Linked DNA regions of Zea mays: all the other regions are linked to region 1. Evidence: chromatin contacts called from public Hi-C data. All regions are on one chromosome and are shown on one strand. Each heading gives the region's core, a stretch centred on a gene start, on an enhancer-like site or on the middle of the called end of the contact. The rest is flanking DNA. Distances are from core to core; before and after follow the strand shown.

What was found. Hi-C and Micro-C count contacts between places; a contact is called where the count stands out from the background.
Region 2: a contact with region 1 is called in a Hi-C map of bundle sheath, with 2.6 times the contacts expected there. The contact joins the promoter of LOC100281292 here to the promoter of LOC109941993 in region 1. A contact is called at or near these places in 5 of 25 Hi-C or Micro-C datasets (bundle sheath, ear, endosperm and 2 more).
Region 3: a Hi-C map of ear shows a contact between it and region 1, with 4 times the contacts expected there. The contact joins the promoter of LOC100280435 here to the promoter of LOC109941993 in region 1. A contact is called at or near these places in 2 of 25 Hi-C or Micro-C datasets (ear and tassel).

The regions. Positions count from the first base shown.
Region 1 is chr8:9,011,473-9,014,678 of Zm-B73-REFERENCE-NAM-5.0, reverse strand. LOC109941993 (proline-rich transmembrane protein 1) reads right to left here and starts at 1,724. Exons shown (of 1, transcript NM_001364485.1): 1 at 1,027-1,724. The coding sequence starts at 1,613. The coding sequence ends at 1,245.
Region 2 is chr8:9,251,884-9,255,089 of Zm-B73-REFERENCE-NAM-5.0, reverse strand. LOC100281292 reads left to right here and starts at 1,775. Exons shown (of 2, transcript NM_001367957.1): 1 at 1,775-2,173. The coding sequence starts at 1,872.
Region 3 is chr8:9,214,862-9,218,067 of Zm-B73-REFERENCE-NAM-5.0, reverse strand. LOC100280435 reads left to right here and starts at 1,625. Exons shown (of 1, transcript NM_001153356.2): 1 at 1,625-3,015. The coding sequence starts at 1,693. The coding sequence ends at 2,817.

The DNA.
Region 1 (3,206 bases), core at 475-2,974:
TTCATCATCTTCTTCTTTACATAAAGATCCTAATGAACTTGTCCATTGCTGCTGTGCTTGTCCTGTTCTCCCTTCCCACTTCGTGCTGCGTCTCTCTCTCTCTAGTCCGTTTCTGAATGTGATCGGAATATCTCCTCCCGTTCCGGGGTTTGTTTGAATCCACCGTGTTCCGATGGACCCCCACTCCCACACACACACACACACTGCCGATCGCAAGCGGCCGCATTTAGAATCGCTATAGATGCGCTGCTGCCTTCCGTTCCGCGTGTGTAGATTAACGTGTTTGTGTTTGGCACGCAATTGAACCCTCTTCCTTCGGAACGGTGGAGCGAGACTGCTGCCTCTTTGGTTCTTTTGTCCTTTTGGGTTTTTTTTAGAGATGATGATGGTGATGGAATCCGGTGCGCCGTTGCGCTCTGGTACCGATGGGGTCTGGGACCTGATGTCGTCTGATAATTCACACTCCAGTTTAATTAATTCTTGATTGGAGAAGTAAAAAAGAAGAAGAAGAGATGTGTTGCAGTTATAAGCGTCGGACTGTCGGATGGGGGAAGAGAGACTGAGAGACGAACAGACAGTGTCCAACACTGTTTCGTTGTACTGATCGGGGGAGGAGAGAGCCGCTGAGGCTGAGAGACGTACGACATCACACCAGTACCTGTACCACTTCCATTAGACTCGATGGTAGATTGGTACGCATTGTATCGTTCCTCCTGAAACATTTTCAGACAGTTATTATATAGTAATAATAAGAACACTGATTACTCAGTCACGTAGGGCAATAACAATGGTTAGGGCTAGTTTTGGAACTCCAATTCCCTTTTTGGATTGGAGTAGATTGGAGTAGAAATTAGTCCTCAATCCCTTCCAAACCCGAGAGAGAGAATTTGAGTTTCCAAGCCACAAGCGAAGCGAGCGCTCTGAAGCAAAGTTAGTGAAATTTCAGAACCTGTAACGCCAGCGAGATTTGTTTTACTCAAAAGCTGTATCTGCCGAGTCCTGGATTGCATGAATGGAGCCACACGGTTGTACACGAAGATATCCCTTCTCTCGAGAAGAAAGAAACAGACAGACCTATGTGGCTATGCCTTCGAAAAGAAAGAAAGAAAGAAAGGCAAACAAGAAAGAATGCCTCTTTCCTAGCTTCGTTAAAAAAAAAAGAAAAAATAAGTAAATCTTGATCTCCGATCCAACTGAGCGACTACGGACACATCACATCCATCCAGGGGCAGCAACCGCGAGAGTCACTGCGAAAGCGGCAAGAAAGCAGAGAGCACAGCGAGCAGCGGCAGCAGCAGCAGCCACGCCACCGCCGCGCCGCCGACGGGGCACGCCCCCGACGGCAGGAACCCCGGGTCCTGAGGGAACATCGCCACCGACGGCGGCGGCGGCGGCGACGACGACGGCGGCGACCAGGGGAACGGCCCCGACGACACCCCAGGCGGCCGCGCCGGGCAGAACGGGAACGGCGACGCGGGCCCCGGTGGCGGCGGCAAGAATGCCGTGCTGCCGTCGTCGGCCGTGACGCGGGCGGCCGGCCACATCAGCAGCAGCGCCGCCGCCGCCGCCGCCGCGGCCAGCAGGATTATTCGGCGCGGAGCTGCTGGCGGCATCTCCCTTCACTCGTCCAAGCTTTCTTTCGTCGGTGGCGTGGCGATGAGGCTGTACCGTGTCCGTACCGCAGCGTAGCGTGTGGGGTGGGGGTGTGAAGATGACGTGTCCTTAACTCCGGCCGTATCAGTACCAATGGCTCAAATAGCTTGGAGACGCTGTGACTGTGAGCCGACGGGCACTCGACCGTAGCCGTCCCAGGCCACGCTAGGCTCGTTAGTTTGGGAGGCTGCCTGTGATGATGGAACGGAGTGTCGGTGCCGCGCCTCGTTGCAGCGGTACAGTCACCTTCCTGCCGGCGAAAGGGCTGGGGTCCCTGGAGCCTGGACAATGTTAACTGACAGCGACGGCCACGGTTGACGTCCATGGACCTGAGTCCTGATCAGGGTCAGGAATTCACGTTAGCGAGCTGATGCCTATACAGCGGAGAGTAGGAGACAGCCTACCAGATGTCAATTGGACTGTCTTTTAGAGAGTTTAATGTCCTGCAAACAAAAGCAGGTCTCCGTCCTCTCTAATCTCCATTTAATGGACGTACGTACGTACAATACAAAGCTGACGAGTTCACTTCCATGGCAACCCCCTGATCGCTTGAGACCCAAGGGACTGGCAAGTCTTCCATCTTCAATGTCCAACTCCAACAGCTCCGAAGCAGCTGAATCATGCAGAGAAGATACCGGTCGGTGGCACGGCAATTGCGAGTAGATAGAGAGGCTTTTGCGGCTTTTGCTTGACTACTCTACTCATCCGCAGCTCCGGTCGTCTCAAAGTGGAGTCCCCCGTTTTTTTTTCTTTCTTTTCTCCTCCTCTTCTCTAAATTCTAATCATGCATCCATGACACCGAAACAAAGGGTACAGGGGAGAAAGCAGGGCTTGGATGGGGACTCGCCACCAGCAGGCAGCGCCATGCTTGATGGAATGAAATGAATACAAGTGGGCAACACAGCCTCTTGCTCTGTCTGTCTGTTCCACTGGAAAGTAGCAGCAAGCATGTCTGGTGATGCTGCCCTATCCTGCTGCCAATCCAGGATAGACAGGGGCATGTATGTATGATGCGTGGCCGGGCGTCCCTTATCTTTGCACGCGAGCGAGCAGGCGATTTTTTGGGGACTTTTTATTATTTCAATATACAATCAAATGGTTGCACGAACGTGTAACACCCTTGAGATTGCTGCTACGAGGTCCACTTGTATATTCAGCTAAATGAGCCCACTGAGTAGGACAACAATGTATGGAGCATCTGAGGTAAGCTCACCACCTTCCAAGCCATGTCAGGAATAGGAAGCGATTTGCACAGCAGACTAGGGTAACGCACACGCTCAGCCTTTGCTTGTTGACACGTAGAAGATGCAATGCAGTGACATGTATAGTTCTTGATAGTATAATAAGTATCTTTCATATGCGCCCAGTAGAGAATAACTTCTCGACATGCTTGTAAGCAACCAAAACACCCAGAGCGACCACCAATTAGTCTGAAACTCTGCAGATTGGCCTATCCATATAGCATGTTTTATACTGCCCTGACACAGTAAAATGACCATGAGGGGATACAGAGTACGTGCTAAAGAAGTCAGTAGCTGTGGACCACTGGGAAT
Region 2 (3,206 bases), core at 526-3,025, 240 kb before region 1:
AAAAATGTGATAACATCGTGGATACAGAACGGATCGGTTGGATGCATTTTGCGCATGGAGCACCTTACTTCTTTGCGTAAAGGATACGCTGCCTTATTTTTAAGCATCTGTGTCCTGAAATCTGATATGATTCATGGAGCGCACGCTGCAGCTGCGGCCGTGAAGCAGTCCGTCGCCGGCGGCGGTGGCAGTAAAAATAAAATTAAGCCACGGCCGAGCTGAAGATTAACAGCATCGCCATCGTGGTGCATGAATTGGCCGATCCGTAGCCGACCGATCCACTCTTCTACTCTACTCTACTCTACCCACCCACCTGAATTGGTCCGTCCCGAGACCGACCGGTCGCGCGGGCGGATCCACAGGAATTCCTACGCGTCCCACCGCCCCCTCTGCCGCGGGCCTCCGGCTGTTGTCGTCGTCGGGCCGAGCGGCCATCCACGTCTTCTTGCGCGCTCGCCGATTAACCACGGCCGGCGATTAGACTAGAGTAATAGTCCTGTATATATACGTGCGCAGATGGAGACCGCAGAGGGAGGTTCCAGGCGTAGTTAGTGTGCGCCTGCCTGATTCGGAAGTTGATGACGACGAGGAGTGCACTGGCTCGCTGTCGACTTGCCGTCCTGACCATGCATATGCTTACCGCTTTGTGATGCTCCGCGATAGAAGATGATGCGTCCCGATCTCTCCATCCGTTTTCTCGATCGTTTTCGTTTGCCACCAAGTGATCAAGTCTGTTGTCGTTGTGTATGTATGTATGTATGTATGTATGTATTCTTTATTTGGAATCAAAATAAGAATTATTGTGTGTACGTTGTTACAGCGGATTTTTTATAAATATAATTTGTTATCTATTATATAGATGGAAAGCTTAGAGAAACGATCGAACTCCTCTCCTGTACAAATGGAAAGCTCAAATTAAATCACATATAATGACATGACTCCACGTCGTGCCTTCGGTGTTTGATCCTTTGCTACTTGGGACCATAGAGAACACAACACCCTATTAGTGCGCACTCACGTGCACTTTCTCGATAATGTGGGAGTCGAACCCGGCCATGCGCGCCATTGAGGTGGCTTCCTAGGCATGATCTTCTGTGCTTTGCTACGCAACAAGATTATCTCTATTGAACATCGAGTCAAGGCTAGACTAGTAGGCACTATGATATGGTATTTCCAAACACAAAGCTTATACTAATGAAAACCATCAAATATTCTTTGTTTTCAGCTATAAGGCTATCTTCAGTAGATCGTGTAAAATAGAAGACGCAACACTGTTTGATACTGTTTACAGTGAATAAGACATGAGAGCTGATGTAGACGGCCTAAAAGAACTTTGGCCTCTGTAGGAAACACTTAAAAAATAACTTAGTCTATGCTTGAGGAAATTCAAATTCCTTTTTCAAATGAACAGACCTGGTTCGTGACATATGGAAGGCTGGCGCCTGGCTGATCCGATCGGGCTGCGATGCGCTGCCAGCTGGAGGTGCCACATGGTTGCAACTATTACCGTGTCCATGAACTGCCACCCTACCCCGAAACAGCGCATTCATGCACCAGCAGTAGTAGTACACAGTAACTAGCTAAACGGAAGAAGGAGAAAAAAAAGACACCCGACGGGAACGGAACGGAACGGAACGGAACGGAGTTAGGAAAACGCAGCTCTACAACCGTCGCCGTCAGTTAACCTCCCGTCGCCGTCGCCCGGCCTTGTCCTGATCTGACGGCAATAAGAAGCAGCGCTGTTGCCCCCACCTCGCTCCCCGTCTCTCTCCCTCGCGCTCTCTCGCGCACACACACACAAACGGAGAGAGGCGCGGCAAGGACCGGCGGACCCCGTCCCACACCGGCTACTCCGATCGCGACAGTCGAAGATGGAGTCGCCGGAGGCGTGCTCTTCCGGGGAGGCGTCCCCTGCCTCGCCGCCTCCGCTGGCGGCGGCGGCGGCGGAGCGCCCGTCCGAGGCGGCGGCGCTGCGGGCGCTCGTCGACCGGGTGCGCGCCGGGGAGGTGGACGCCGCCCGCGAGGTGCGCCGCCTCACCAGGGCGTCCGCGAGGCACCGGCGCAAGCTCGCCGCGGCCGTCGACCCGCTCGTCGCCATGCTCCGCTCCCCCGCGCCCGAGGCTGGGGAGGCCGCGCTGCTCGCGCTGCTCAACCTCGCCGTCAGGGACGAGAGGTGCGTTCTGCTTCTAGTGGGGCTGCCGCTGCCGCTGCCGCTAAGCGAACCCTTTGCCTTCTCTTCTGCGTGATTCTGTTTCCTTTTTCTAACAAAAGGAGAAAAATCTGCACGGCCTCCTCTGATAAATCCGATAAGCCTTGCTCTGCTTTCGGGGTGAATCGCTTTATTGAATTCTTCGAAAGTATGATACATTTTACACCGAATTCGGCAAGTACCTCATCGATTGCTTCGTTTTTTTCCTGCCACATGCGCCCGCCGATTGTCATAAACGTTGCAGTCTCTGTAGTGTCGCCTCTTCGCAGCATCAGCCGATTTTGTCATTTTATAAAATCCGCACCTATGGAACTAGTTTTGCTATGTTCCTTCCTCTTTCATTTTTTTAGTCGTGGCGGCTTATTAATCTGATGAGTTTTGTTATACCTTTTAAAAAAGGAATTGGTGCAAAAAATCTGCAAGATTGCAGAGTTGTGACCCGTTCATGTTCAATCCTGTAATCGTCAGTAGTACTAGTAGTTCTGACCTACTGATGCCTATTTATTTTTAGTTTTACCATGGTGTAAATCGAAGACATGTCCTTCATTTTTGTTAGCAACTTAGTGATTAAGGGTATATTCAGAAGCATAGCATATTCTGAGAAACCTGCTAGGGTAATAACGCACCCAATTTCGAATTTCTAACCTGTGTCATCATCACCTAGCAGGTACCCTGTTGCTTTTTTAGACGCTCAACAATCCTATAGTATTAGCTGGTAGCACATAGATTTTGTTCCGACGATCGACGACCCATCAACCAATTGTCCAATTGGTCTCATTTAAGAAAATGGCCGGTTTAGAATGTCGCAAGAGGCAATTGGTCTCATTTTGAAGCTGACCGAAGGTTACCAACCACCCTTTCCCTCGTTGTCTGCTTCCGAGAAAAATCTAACACCAGGGAATTCGAAATAAGTATTTCAGGTGACTGAAACATAGTCTGTTTTCAGGCAACGATCTCCGCCAGTAGTTTGTAAAGCATGCAAAGCTGAGACAGTGAG
Region 3 (3,206 bases), core at 376-2,875, 200 kb before region 1:
ACAAGTGATTGAGAAGAGAAAGCTCACTCGATCCGTGGGATCGTTTGAGAGAGGGAAGGGTTGAAAGAGACCCGGCCTTTGTGGCCTCCTCAACGGGGAGTAGGTTTGCAAGAACCGAACCTCGGTAAAACAAATCCGCGTGTCACACTCTTCATTTGCTTGCGATTTGTTTTCCACCCTCTCTCGCGGACTCGTTTCTTTATTACTAACGCTAACCCGGCTTGTAGTTGTGTTTATATTTGTAAATTTCAGTTTCGCCCTATTCACCCCCCTCTAGGCGACTATCACCAAGCATTCAAGAAACATCCTAAGACTCCCAGACTCCGCCTCCGCGCATTTGATCGATTGTGTTAGTGATTTGAGCTCCGTTAGAGTTGTGAACTCTCTGTGCTGTGTTTCGAGCTCAAGTCTTAGCTTGTGTGCGTGGGTGTGCTGCGGATTCGAGTCTTGTGTGTGTTGCTTTCCCTCCCTTACTCTTGTGCTTCTCTGTGATCTATATTATAAGGGTAAGAGGCTCCAAATTGTGGAGATTCCTCGCAAACGGGAAGAATACTCTAAAGGAAAAGATCGTGGTATTCAAGTTGATCATTGGATCACTTAAAAGGGGTTGAGTGCAACCCTCATCCATTGGGATGCCACAACGTGGAAGTAGGCAAGTGTTACTTGGCCGAACCATGGGATAAAAATTGTGTGTCTTATGATTGCTTTTCTCTATTATTGTTTTGTTCACAAGAAGATCGCTTCATAGCAACTTGATTAACTCACACTAACATTTCTATAATCAAGTTTGTGGCTATTTAGTGTTTGATTTTACAGGATCATCTATTCACCCTCCTCATGGTGCTCTCACCTTCTCCGATAAGCAATATAATCATAACCTAGTTAAATCATGTCATTTTAAGTTGATCAAAATTATAAAAAACCAATGTTTATGATATTAAATAAGTATTACTAGACCGTCATGACATATATTTTTATAGTACATATGTTTTGTGTAATGAATATCGATACTCTTATCTAATTTGTAAACTTTTGAATAGTACTCACTCCATCCTAAATTATAATTTGTTTGACTTTTTATGCCAAGTTTGATCGGCTCGTATTATTATTTTTTTTGAAAAAAATAAAAAATCCAAACACATACTTAAAGTATATTATTATATGCTAAACAATATCATAGTAAAAAATAGTAATAAATATGAATATTTTTAATAAGATAAGTCGGTCAAACTTATGTTAAAAAAGTCAAACGAATTATAAATTAGAACGAATGGAGTAGTAGAGTTGTCATAAGTCTCTATAAAGGTATGAATTTTGTAAATATAAATATGAATTTGTAAACGAATTAAAAAAGTTAAAAAAACGTATCCGTTTCTCAGGGTTCGGTCTGGATTGCCCGGACTTGATTGCATTGTAAGGGTAAAGTCCCATAAGTCTCTAGGGCCGAGAAAGTGAGAGGTCCATTTGAGAAACACGTAAACAGCCCGACACGGTAACCGCAGAGTTGGAGGCCAATCTCAGCCTCATAGCCCCTCGCGTCTACAATCCAAGGCCCACACGTCTCTTTCCTCTCCATATAAATCACACCACGTCCCTACCCCCAATTCCTGTCCTTTTCTTCCTCCCGAAGCCCTAACCCCTTCTCGACCGTTGCCCCCTCTCGTCGGCGCCGGCAAGGCGGCAAGAATTCAAATGACCCTCCTCGCAGCTATCACTAACCCCGCCACCGGCTCCAGCGAGAAGGCCCATCCTATCGTGATCACCCCGGGTGCCACGCCGCCGCCGCCGACATCCTCCGCGCTCCCCACCTCAATCCCGCCCTCCGCCTGGTCGCTCTCCCCCGCCGACCCCGCCATCGCCACCGCCGCCTCCTACCTCGCAGCCTCCCTCGACTCCTGCTCCTCCCTCCCGCGCCTCCGCATCCTTCTCACCGACTTCATCACCACTCTGTCCCAATCCCTCGCACTCTCAACCCCGGCGGCAGCCCTTCCCGCCACCATCCGCGCCGTCGCCCCTTACTTCCCCGCTGCTATTTCCTCCCTTGTGGCCTCCAAGGCGGCAAGCCTCGCCGGGCACGACATCCTCCTTGCTCTTGCGGAATCCCGCCTCCTCCCGCACCCGCCACCGGAACTCATCTCCTCGCTATGCAAGAAGGACCAGGTCGACCTTGTCTGCGCCCTACTTCGCCAGGCCGCCGACATCCGCTCCTCCGAGATCCTCGCCGCGCTCCGCTGCTTCCTCTCGCCGGCCTCCGATAAGGCCTACGACGCCATGATCGACGTCAAGGGCCGATGGAAGGACGCTGCAGTGCTCGCGGTCAACAGGTGTCAGGGGAAGAGCGCCGGGAAGAGGAAGAGAGTTGACGCTGCGACGAGGCGGGTGGCGCTGCTGCTCATGATGGGGTACGATAGGTTCACCTCTCCAGAGGTGTGCCTGCATTACCTATTTGCATCAGAGATTGTGGATTCCGTGGTGCTTGGAGCGGCTGTGGCTGAACTCGATGGTGAGGAGGTAATCAAGCTGATGAGATATCTCAACATGTGGATTGGCAAGTATCGGAGGTTCTTGGAAGCTCACATGTGTCCGGAGGCTGTGGAAATGCTTGAATTGGACCAGTGTGACATTGTGCCATCGTTTGGAGCAGTGGCTAGGGCGCTGGGAGTGTTGCTGGATAATCATTTCTCCCATCTTGTGTTGAATGCTGATGCGAGGGAGGACTTGAGGGCTGCGGAGTTGATAGTGAGAGAGCTCACTGCGGAAGCGGAGTCTTCTGGGACAATACTGGACTTGCTGCATAGATTGCAGCTGAATAAGTGAGAGATTAATATTATCTCTTGAATCTATATACCTTCTGTAGCTCTGAAGCCGATGTGTAGAAATTCTGACTGTTTTGTTGCATTGAAGCGATGAGATATGTGTTGCGTTATTGAATATTGAAGTATATTAGTACATGTTTTGGTTGGAAACTGTTGTTTTCAGATTTCATTGTAGTGATAGTGTGATACTGTAGTTGGTAATATTGTATATTGTGCTATGCTTGCTTAATTGTTGTGAAATTCTAACATCTAATTATGATCCAATCATCCAGATCCAAACATGTCTGTTGCAGCTATCCTCTTTGATTTTGTAGGAAATAATGAGTCGTCTTAATTATGAACTGATCTGAGGCCCAAGCAAAAATCCTGCATTTGGCTGTTTTTAGAATA